2 separate regions of the Mus musculus genome follow, and region 2 is linked to region 1. The links are chromatin contacts, called in public HiChIP or PLAC-seq maps. All regions are on one chromosome and are shown on one strand. Each heading gives the region's core, a stretch centred on a gene start, on an enhancer-like site or on the middle of the called end of the contact. The rest is flanking DNA. Distances are from core to core; before and after follow the strand shown. Region 1 holds the start of Kcnd3 (potassium voltage-gated channel, Shal-related family, member 3). Region 2 holds the start of Kcnc4 (potassium voltage gated channel, Shaw-related subfamily, member 4).

Region 1 (3,868 bases), core at 450-2,949:
GAGACAAAAAAAAAAAAAAAAAGAGAGAGAGAGAGAGAGAGAGAGAGAGAAAGAGAGAGAGAGAGCAGTTCACAGGCACTGCACTTAGATTGCCAAGTATGAGCATCTGAGGATCGGGATTGGAGGATGTGGGGCAGGGTGTGAGTGTCCTGTCTCCACAAATGGCTTACAAAGTCCCAGAGACCACAAGCTGTCACATTAGTAGACCACTCCAAGAGTCTAGTGGTGTTCCCTCCCTGACAGTTTGGGGGGCTCGATCCTGGAAGTACCTTTATGTTGCTGAACAATGGCAATGCCGTACAGGAAATTCAAACTTCGACAGAAATAAGATATTATATTTTCACTGCTCCAAAACTGGACAGAAGGTGTTAGATCAAAGGAAAATGTCACTACTGGGACCAGGCTTCTCAGAGACAGAGAACCTTCTCTCAGGAGTCAATTCAACTGAGATTTAAAAAACAAAAAAACAAAACAAAACCCCACCACCACTAGCAGTAGCAACAACAACAAAAACCTCTCCCAAATAGAGGAGGGAGGGAGAATCCTCGCCAGGGCCTTCCCTGAATTCTTCCAGGGTTGGCCAGGGAGTGGCAGTGTTGTTAATCATTAGTACTGTATGCAAATGAGTATGCAAATCTCACGGGGTTCTTGGACTCTGGGCAAATGTTAATGGGGTCCACACCCACCTCTTGAAGGGCCAATTGTACACCTTTCATACTGACAAACTTAAAGGAGCTTTGGTTAGGGTAAGTGAGCCTATGAAAAAGAAGCTCAGAAGTACTGGAGGCCCAGAGTAGCTGAGACCTCAATAACTACTCCTCGACTTGCACTTCTGGAACAGGATCGGTTTGCCACAAACCAGAAACCCTATTCTTGACTCACGCCTTCACCCTCTCCGCACATTTCTCTTTCCTCTGCTTTTGTGTTTCAGCACACACCTTTCCATACTCAGAGCTGCCATCTCTCAAGCCAAGGCGTTCCGGTCCGGGCAGAGGCACGAAGCTGCTTGCTTCGCGATCTCCAGGCTCGGGAGTCCCAGCACCCAGGCCGGAGACACAGGGAAAGCCGGCCACGGTTTGGCTTAGCAGCCAGGACTGGGCTCTACTCTGCTGCCGCGATGGTCCTGGGACTCTCAGCTGGATCCTATGCTCCCGTGGTTGTCCCACTCCTCACGCTGGGTCCGAGTACTAAGCAATAGATAACTCTGGGCTCTGGAAAGGATCCAGGGCCTGGGCCCGCTTTGGAAAGATAGAGAAATGAGAGTTCCTAAATCCCCAGTCTTAATTCTGGGTATTCGTGGTGGGGTATTGGAGCGAATCCTGACCTTCTGGCCATGTGTCAGAGGTCACTCCTGAACGACAGTGGCTCTTACGCGGAGATAAAGGCAGTTTGTCTTCCGTGGGATCTTCCCAGCTTTGGCAAACACACCTGACTGTTCAGGGTCAGCCTGTAAGCTTGCGCGGCGACCAGCTGCACCTCACTAGGTGACCAAGGAGAGGAGTTAGTTGCTCTACCGCGTGGACAGTGAATGGGAAACAGACAGCCAGTTAAGTGTACACACCCCACGCGCATACACGCCAGCGCTCCCTACCACCTCTTCCTAAGTCCCCAGCCACACACGCCCCCGAACTCACGATCACGCCGCACGCCCGGCTCCTCCCCCACCCCCAAGCCAAGCTCACCTTGCCACGCTCGCCCCATGCCCACCCTCGCCGGCACACGCGCTCACACTCGCGTCCGCACACTCCACTACCACCTCCAGGCACACCCTAGGATTCCTCCACTCTCCTGGGGAGACGCACCAGGCTCTGCCTAGTCTCCCCGCCTCCCCCCCCCCGCTGCAGCCCCCCCACTCACGCGCGCGCCCTACACACACACACACACACACACACACACACACACACACCCTCGCGCAGAGTCACTCCCCCTCGCACGCCCTCGCCCTGGGCACCCTCCGGCGGCTAGGCTCCCGGGTCCTCCTCCTCGCTCCCTCCGCAGCCTGGCCGCTCTGCTCTCTCGGGCCCGGCCTGGGGCCGCTCGGCCCGTGGGGATCGGTGGGGAGCGGAGGGCGCAGCCTCGCCGCCTCCCCCGGACTCTCCTCTCCGCCCCGCCCGCGCCGCGCCCCCACCGCCTCCTCGGGAGAGGCAGCCCGTGGCCGGCCCGGCTCCGCTCTGCCCGGCATCAGCGGCGGCGGGGGCAGGGAACGAGCGAACCGGAGCTCACGAGCCCGAGAGCGGAGCGGCTAGGCGGGGAGGGGACACGCTGCCAAGCCCGGGCTGGAGCGGCGGTGGCGGTGGCGGCGGCGGCGGCGGCGGCAGCGGGGGAGGAACGGCCCCACGGACGGACCGACGCACGAACCGACCGAGTGAAGGAGGGACGAGCGAGACTTCGCCGGCGAGGAGGAGCCGCCCGAGCGGCGGCTGCTGGGCGCTTCCCCGCGCTGCTGGGCGCTCTGCGCCTCGGCGGCCCCTGGCCTCAGCTTCCTCGCGCGCGCGGGGCGCGGGGCCTGGGGCTGGCTTCGGCGAAGGTAAGAGGGAAACGACCGAGCCTCCCAGAGACAGCAAGTGCGAGGAGCGCTGCTCCCACGCCTGTTGCTCCCGCTGCCCACGCGGCACCCTCCCACTCCCGCGCCCGGGTGGGTGGGCGCTGGGGCGCCGGAAGGATTGGGGGTGGGGCCGGGCCGTGGGGGAGCAAGCAGCCGGCCTGGGGGCGTCGGTTCCCTGGGCTGCAGAGCCACCTCCGGGCACTGGGGCGCCGAGAGGTTTGGGGGTGGGGGTGTGAACCTCTGCCCTCTTGCCATTGGCCTGCCTTCCCTCGCCGGGCGCCAGGAGCAGCGCCCCGGGACCTGGCTGCAGGTGGCGACGGTTTGCTCCGTCCCCGCTCTTTGTGAGCTGAGAAGAGAAATGGCTGAGAGTGGAAGCTGGGAGCCGTTTGGGGCGCTTTGCAAAGTTCTCCAGCCAGGCGAGCCTGTGTTTGCCTGTTAGAGGATGAGGCTGGTCCAGCTCGTCCTGCCTGGCACATCTTTTCTTTCCCGGGAAAGGTCCCATAAGTGTCCCGAGAGACCATAGGGAAGGGGGTTCAAATTTGTTTTAACAGAGTGTTTACACTAGGGATGGGCAGAGAAGTTACCTGGAAATCAACTAGATTCCTGTGCTTTCTTAGTGCTGGCATTTAATTCAGCCCACGTTGTTCTCCTTTTATCCCGGGCAGCCTTGATAAGTCAGCAACAGGCTGAGAGGTTCCAGACCTGAAATCAAGGCAAAGAAAGTCTCCGTGTATTTGACGGAGCCTCTGAACTTTCACGGGGTGATAGGCGGCACAATGCAATCAGTAATCAGGTTTTACAGGGTGGTCATGCATGAATGTAGGTGATGCTTGAATCGATGCCTTATTTACTGTTACTTCCAGGGAACCTGAAGGTTTAATCTCGGAAAGCGGGGGGAAGGGGGATTCTGGGCATTCATTCAATGCAAAGCGTGTGTACATTTCCCCATGTGGACACATACCGGCCCACTGAAAGGAGCTGATGTGTTTATTTTTTTTCCATGTTGCGTCTTGAATGCTATAAGACGTAAGTACACAAGGGACCTCCAGAGGAAGAACGATTAACAGCGGCTTCCTTTTGCCGTTGAGGAGGCTGGAGAAAGAGTTTGGGGAAACTGCACTGGCCATCCTAGGAGCTAGGAGAGGCACTGTAAAGAAGAGGATCTGCAGGTCCCAGGCCTGTGCCCCACGGGATCTCCAGCATGGCCCCCATGCTCATTTCATACCCAACAAAATCCCGCAGACACGGGACAGACTCCCTGGGGGCGTGAAACAGTTCCCCAGACCAGCTCTGATTTCTGAGGACTCTCCTCCGAGGTCATTG
Region 2 (3,868 bases), core at 606-3,105, 2.0 Mb after region 1:
TAAAGAGAGGTAGTGAGAAAGGCTTTGAGACTCATTAGCATGACAACTTGGGGTGCCAAAGGAATCAATCAATCCAGCCTCGGCTTCCAGAAGCATACCCCAGACACAGCAAACACACTGAGCATACCCCAGACACAGCAAACACACTGCTTTTCTCTTTTTCTTTTTTTCCTTGTCTCCCAGACAGGTTTTAGGTGAAGGCTATGAGATTAGATACCAACCTCCAGGCTTTTCTATTTTTAAAGTCTAAAGCCTTCTTCGGGGTTTTAGCTGCCAGGGGAGAATGAAGTGAGTGAATAGATACATACCTTTCTAGGGCCCCCTCCTACCTTCAGGACACACACTAGGTCTTGTCTAAATCAACCTGTTTCCCCTGCTCTGCACACGTTCATCTCCAGTGTAACCTGAACCAGGGCTTTCTGGGAAGCCACTTTGTGCTGCAGCAGAAACAAAAGAGCAGTGACAAATCTGGTATCATCACCAGGAAGCTTGTGGCCGGCCACTGTCCTGGGATCCTAAAGTGGGAGGCTTTTCCTGTCTACTTCTCTCTCCTGTCAGCAGCAGCCAGGCTGTGACTGAGGTACAGAAAGCCTTGGGACATGGCCTGCTCCTAGGAGAAAATGCCCTCTCTCAGGAGAGGGGGCCTGTGTTCTGGGGAATCTCTGTCCTTTATGAGACAGGTATTCTAGAAACTATGCCCCCCCCCCCTTTTCTGAAATCCATAGGCGCCTGCATACAGAGCTGCTGGCAGGATAGAAACAGGTTAAGTGTCCTACATAATCCACGGTTCCTTCTCTTGATCCGGCCTCACCCCTGAAAAAGGCCAAGTTTAAGCTCTCCAGGACTTTGTGGTCCTGTGGAGGGCAATTGTGCTGATCAAAAAGGAGTGAGAAATGCTCAAGTTGAAGGCTTGCCACTCACTGAGGGGCATGTGCCAGAGCAGACAGCTCGGATCAGGTCCAAGTAGTAAGTTAAGTGTGTGCAATTTCCTGATGGAGCATGCAGGAGACCAAGGAGGGTGGGTGTTAGGAGGCAGGTAGTTATCGTCTGCCAGGTACGTCAGTCTCCTTCCAACCCCCTCCCCATCTGACCTACCAACACTAACACCAAGAAACCCTTGGGCACGGAGATGGGGAGATCCTGGCTTCTGCCACTCACCCTGGCCGCCCGGGATGAGTAGGGATCCTCGAAGAGCGCCCACATTCGGGGCTGCCAGCCACGGCACCCTCCGGACCCAGCACCAGGGCCAGAGCCTCCTTCATGGGGGCCCAGGCGCTGCAAGGCCAACTCCCGCTCATCGTCGCCAGCCTCGTCGCCTGGCCCTGCGCCACCCCCGCCCCCGTCCGGGCTCTCGAAGATGTCCAGTGCCTCCTCAGCATCGCGGTGCTGCCGGTAGGTCATCCAGCAGCAGGGTTCCACATCTGTTTCATCGATACCCCAGAAGGTGAGCTCTTCCTCAAAGAGAGGCCCACAGACGTCTGCGGGGCAATGCAGCTTGCCCGTACGGTAGTAGTTGAGCACATAGGCAAAAACACCCGGGTGCCGATCAAAGAAGAACTCACAGCCCCCGCCGCCGCCGCCGCCGCCGCTGCTGCCGCTGCTGCCTGCACCGCCGCCATCCGACTCTGGCCGACCCCCGCCGTCGGGATCCGCCAACCAGGCAAGGCGGGTGCCCGGTAGGGTGCGCAGGGTGCTGCGGTAGGTCTCATGTCGCGTGCCGCCCACGTTGATGATGATCTTCTCCGACGCCTCGCCCTTGGCCATCTCCTCCTTCAGACATGTTTTGGACGGAGGCTTGTTCCCCGACTTGCGCCCGCGGTAGGAGGAGACACACACCGAGCTGATCATAAGAAGCGCTGCGGGGCTCCGGCTTGGGGCGGCCGCTGCCCTCCAAACACCCTTCCCAAGGAGGCAGCGTCAGAACGGGGAGGGGGAGGAGACGACAAGGAGGAGGTGGAGGAGGAGGAGGAGGCAGGAGGTGGTAGCGGCCCCTTCTGCGGAGTGGCTCTGCCCCTGCCTCCCCCCCAACCCCCCCGGGGCGCGGAGCAGGAAGAGTTGGCTTTCTGTGGTGCACAGGTGGTTGGGATTTAGGCAGGCAGAACCTAGTGGAGGCAGGAGGTGAAGACCTGGGTCGAGGACTCAAACCAAAGGGTCCGGGGTCCCAGGAGGTAGGGGCAAGCACAAGGATGCTCTGGGCCGGGGACACGCCCCCCCGACCCCAGAAAGGCAGAGAAGCGCACAGTCCCAGAGCACTGCGAGGGTCCGCGGCGCGCGCGCTCACACTCACACGGGCCACCCTTTGGCTCCTAGAACGCGGCGAGCCCGAAGGCGGCAGGGTTTCTCCGGGCGGCGGCAGCGGCGGAGGCAGCAGCGTAACAGCAACAAGTCCTCGGAGCGGCTACCGGGGCCGGGCGGATGCTCCTACGGTAGCCAGAGCTCTGCGGGGCCGGGCAGTGTGCGGTCAACTCGAGGCGGCGGTGGCGGGCATGTGGCCCGTTCCCCCCATTCATAAATCCAGCGCGGAGCACCGATGGCGGGCGGGGTTGAGTCGAGCGAGACGGACCAGCGGGTGGGGGTTGCTCAGGACCAGGCGGCAGGAAAACAAGCGCGCCCGCAGCAGCGAGCCTGGGTCCTGCGTCCGTGGCCGGGAGCTGCGCCGGGCTGGATGCAGCGCTGCGGGGGCCGCGCCGGGACGAGGGGGGGTTCAGACGGGGCGTCCTGCGCGGCGCAGAGCCTGGAGGGCGGGGCTGCTCTGAAGAGCCAGGCACCGGGTGCTGGCGGAGTGTCCCGGGCGGTGGCCGAATGGCCAAGGACACCTGCAGGCTTCCTGGGCCGCGCCAAGAGGGAGCCTCAGCGCAGCGCCCCGGCGCCGGGTTCCTGAGATCTGGCGCCGCCGGGAGCCGCGCCATCTGCGCGTCTGCCCATCTCCGGGCGGGGCGCCGGCCTTGGCTCCCTGCTAGGGGCGGGCGCGAGGTGGTCTAGGGAAGGGAGCGCCTGGGCGCCAGAGGAATGGGGCTCAAAGGGCTCTGCGACTCCCTCCCGCGATGACAGAGGATGCGACGCTCCAAGTGGCGCCTTTTCCTCTCGGCCTCGCCTGACCAGGGCGCACCCTCCGCGGGGCGGGGTGGGCGCGGCGCTGCGAGGCGCAAGGCCGACCTGGGGCGTTGCGGAGCTCGGGCAGCAGAGCTCAGCCTTCATCCGCGCATCCCAGCCCAGCGGAGGCGCGTAACCCGCTAGCAGCCAGTGCCCAGCGTCGCGCGCCGCCCCTGCGCGCCTCCGCTTCCATCCCCTCTCGGCCCCACTCCCCGCCTCTCCGTAGCCCTCAGCTCCACCCACTGCAGCCCTTGGTGACACCTGAGCGCTCCCGACCCCTGACCTCTAACCTCTCTCTCTTCCTGTCTGTTTCTCTGCACCTCCTCACGCAGAGTCTAACCTGTGTATCCCTTACAGCTAAGCTGGTTGTATTGTTGCAGTTTCACTGTTTCATTGTGGCTGACTGGAAGCCAGGGTGGAATAGAATGGCAAGACTACATCAAGGAAGAGCCTCCTTCTCTCCTCCTCCAGAAACCTGGTCAGACCACCATGGCCCCATCCTGCGTCTTGGATGCTCTCGATCTTGATATTTATGATCTCTGACATATTCACCACAGCCTCCACCTTGGAGCCAGGACAGCACGGCCTTGGGCAGAGAAATGTTTCTGGGCTAGGTGGAGAGAAGTCCTAAACCTGCTGCTCTCAGTAGAGAAATGGTTTATGAGTGTGTCCTTGTGTCCCTTAAGATCATCAGGTTGAAGGCCTGGCTCCCTGTTGCAATGAAGGGAACTTAGGAGGTGCCATACTCTGCCTCATGCTGTCTTACTGTCCTATT

What was found. HiChIP or PLAC-seq counts read pairs in DNA pulled down with a chosen protein or histone mark.
Region 2: an H3K27ac HiChIP or PLAC-seq map of embryonic stem cells shows a contact between it and region 1, with 10 times the contacts expected there. The contact joins the promoter of Kcnc4 here to the promoter of Kcnd3 in region 1. A contact is called at or near these places in 4 of 39 promoter capture datasets (cranial neural crest, liver, pre-B cells and 1 more), 2 of 484 Hi-C or Micro-C datasets (both in embryonic stem cells), 2 of 115 datasets of contacts at active chromatin or transcription factors (both in embryonic stem cells) and 2 of 9 other capture datasets (adipose tissue and embryonic stem cells).

Annotation. Positions count from the first base shown.
Region 1 is chr3:105,450,191-105,454,058 of GRCm38.p6, forward strand. It overlaps Kcnd3 (potassium voltage-gated channel, Shal-related family, member 3), which reads left to right and starts at 1,700. Exons shown (of 8, transcript NM_019931.2): 1 at 1,700-2,527. Kcnd3os (potassium voltage-gated channel, Shal-related family, member 3, opposite strand) reads right to left here and starts at 2,765. Exons shown (of 4, transcript NR_040759.1): 1 at 2,363-2,765; 2 at 1,325-1,480; 3 at 939-1,238.
Region 2 is chr3:107,457,043-107,460,910 of GRCm38.p6, forward strand. It overlaps Kcnc4 (potassium voltage gated channel, Shaw-related subfamily, member 4), which reads right to left and starts at 1,856. Exons shown (of 4, transcript NM_145922.3): 1 at 1,159-1,856. The coding sequence starts at 1,848.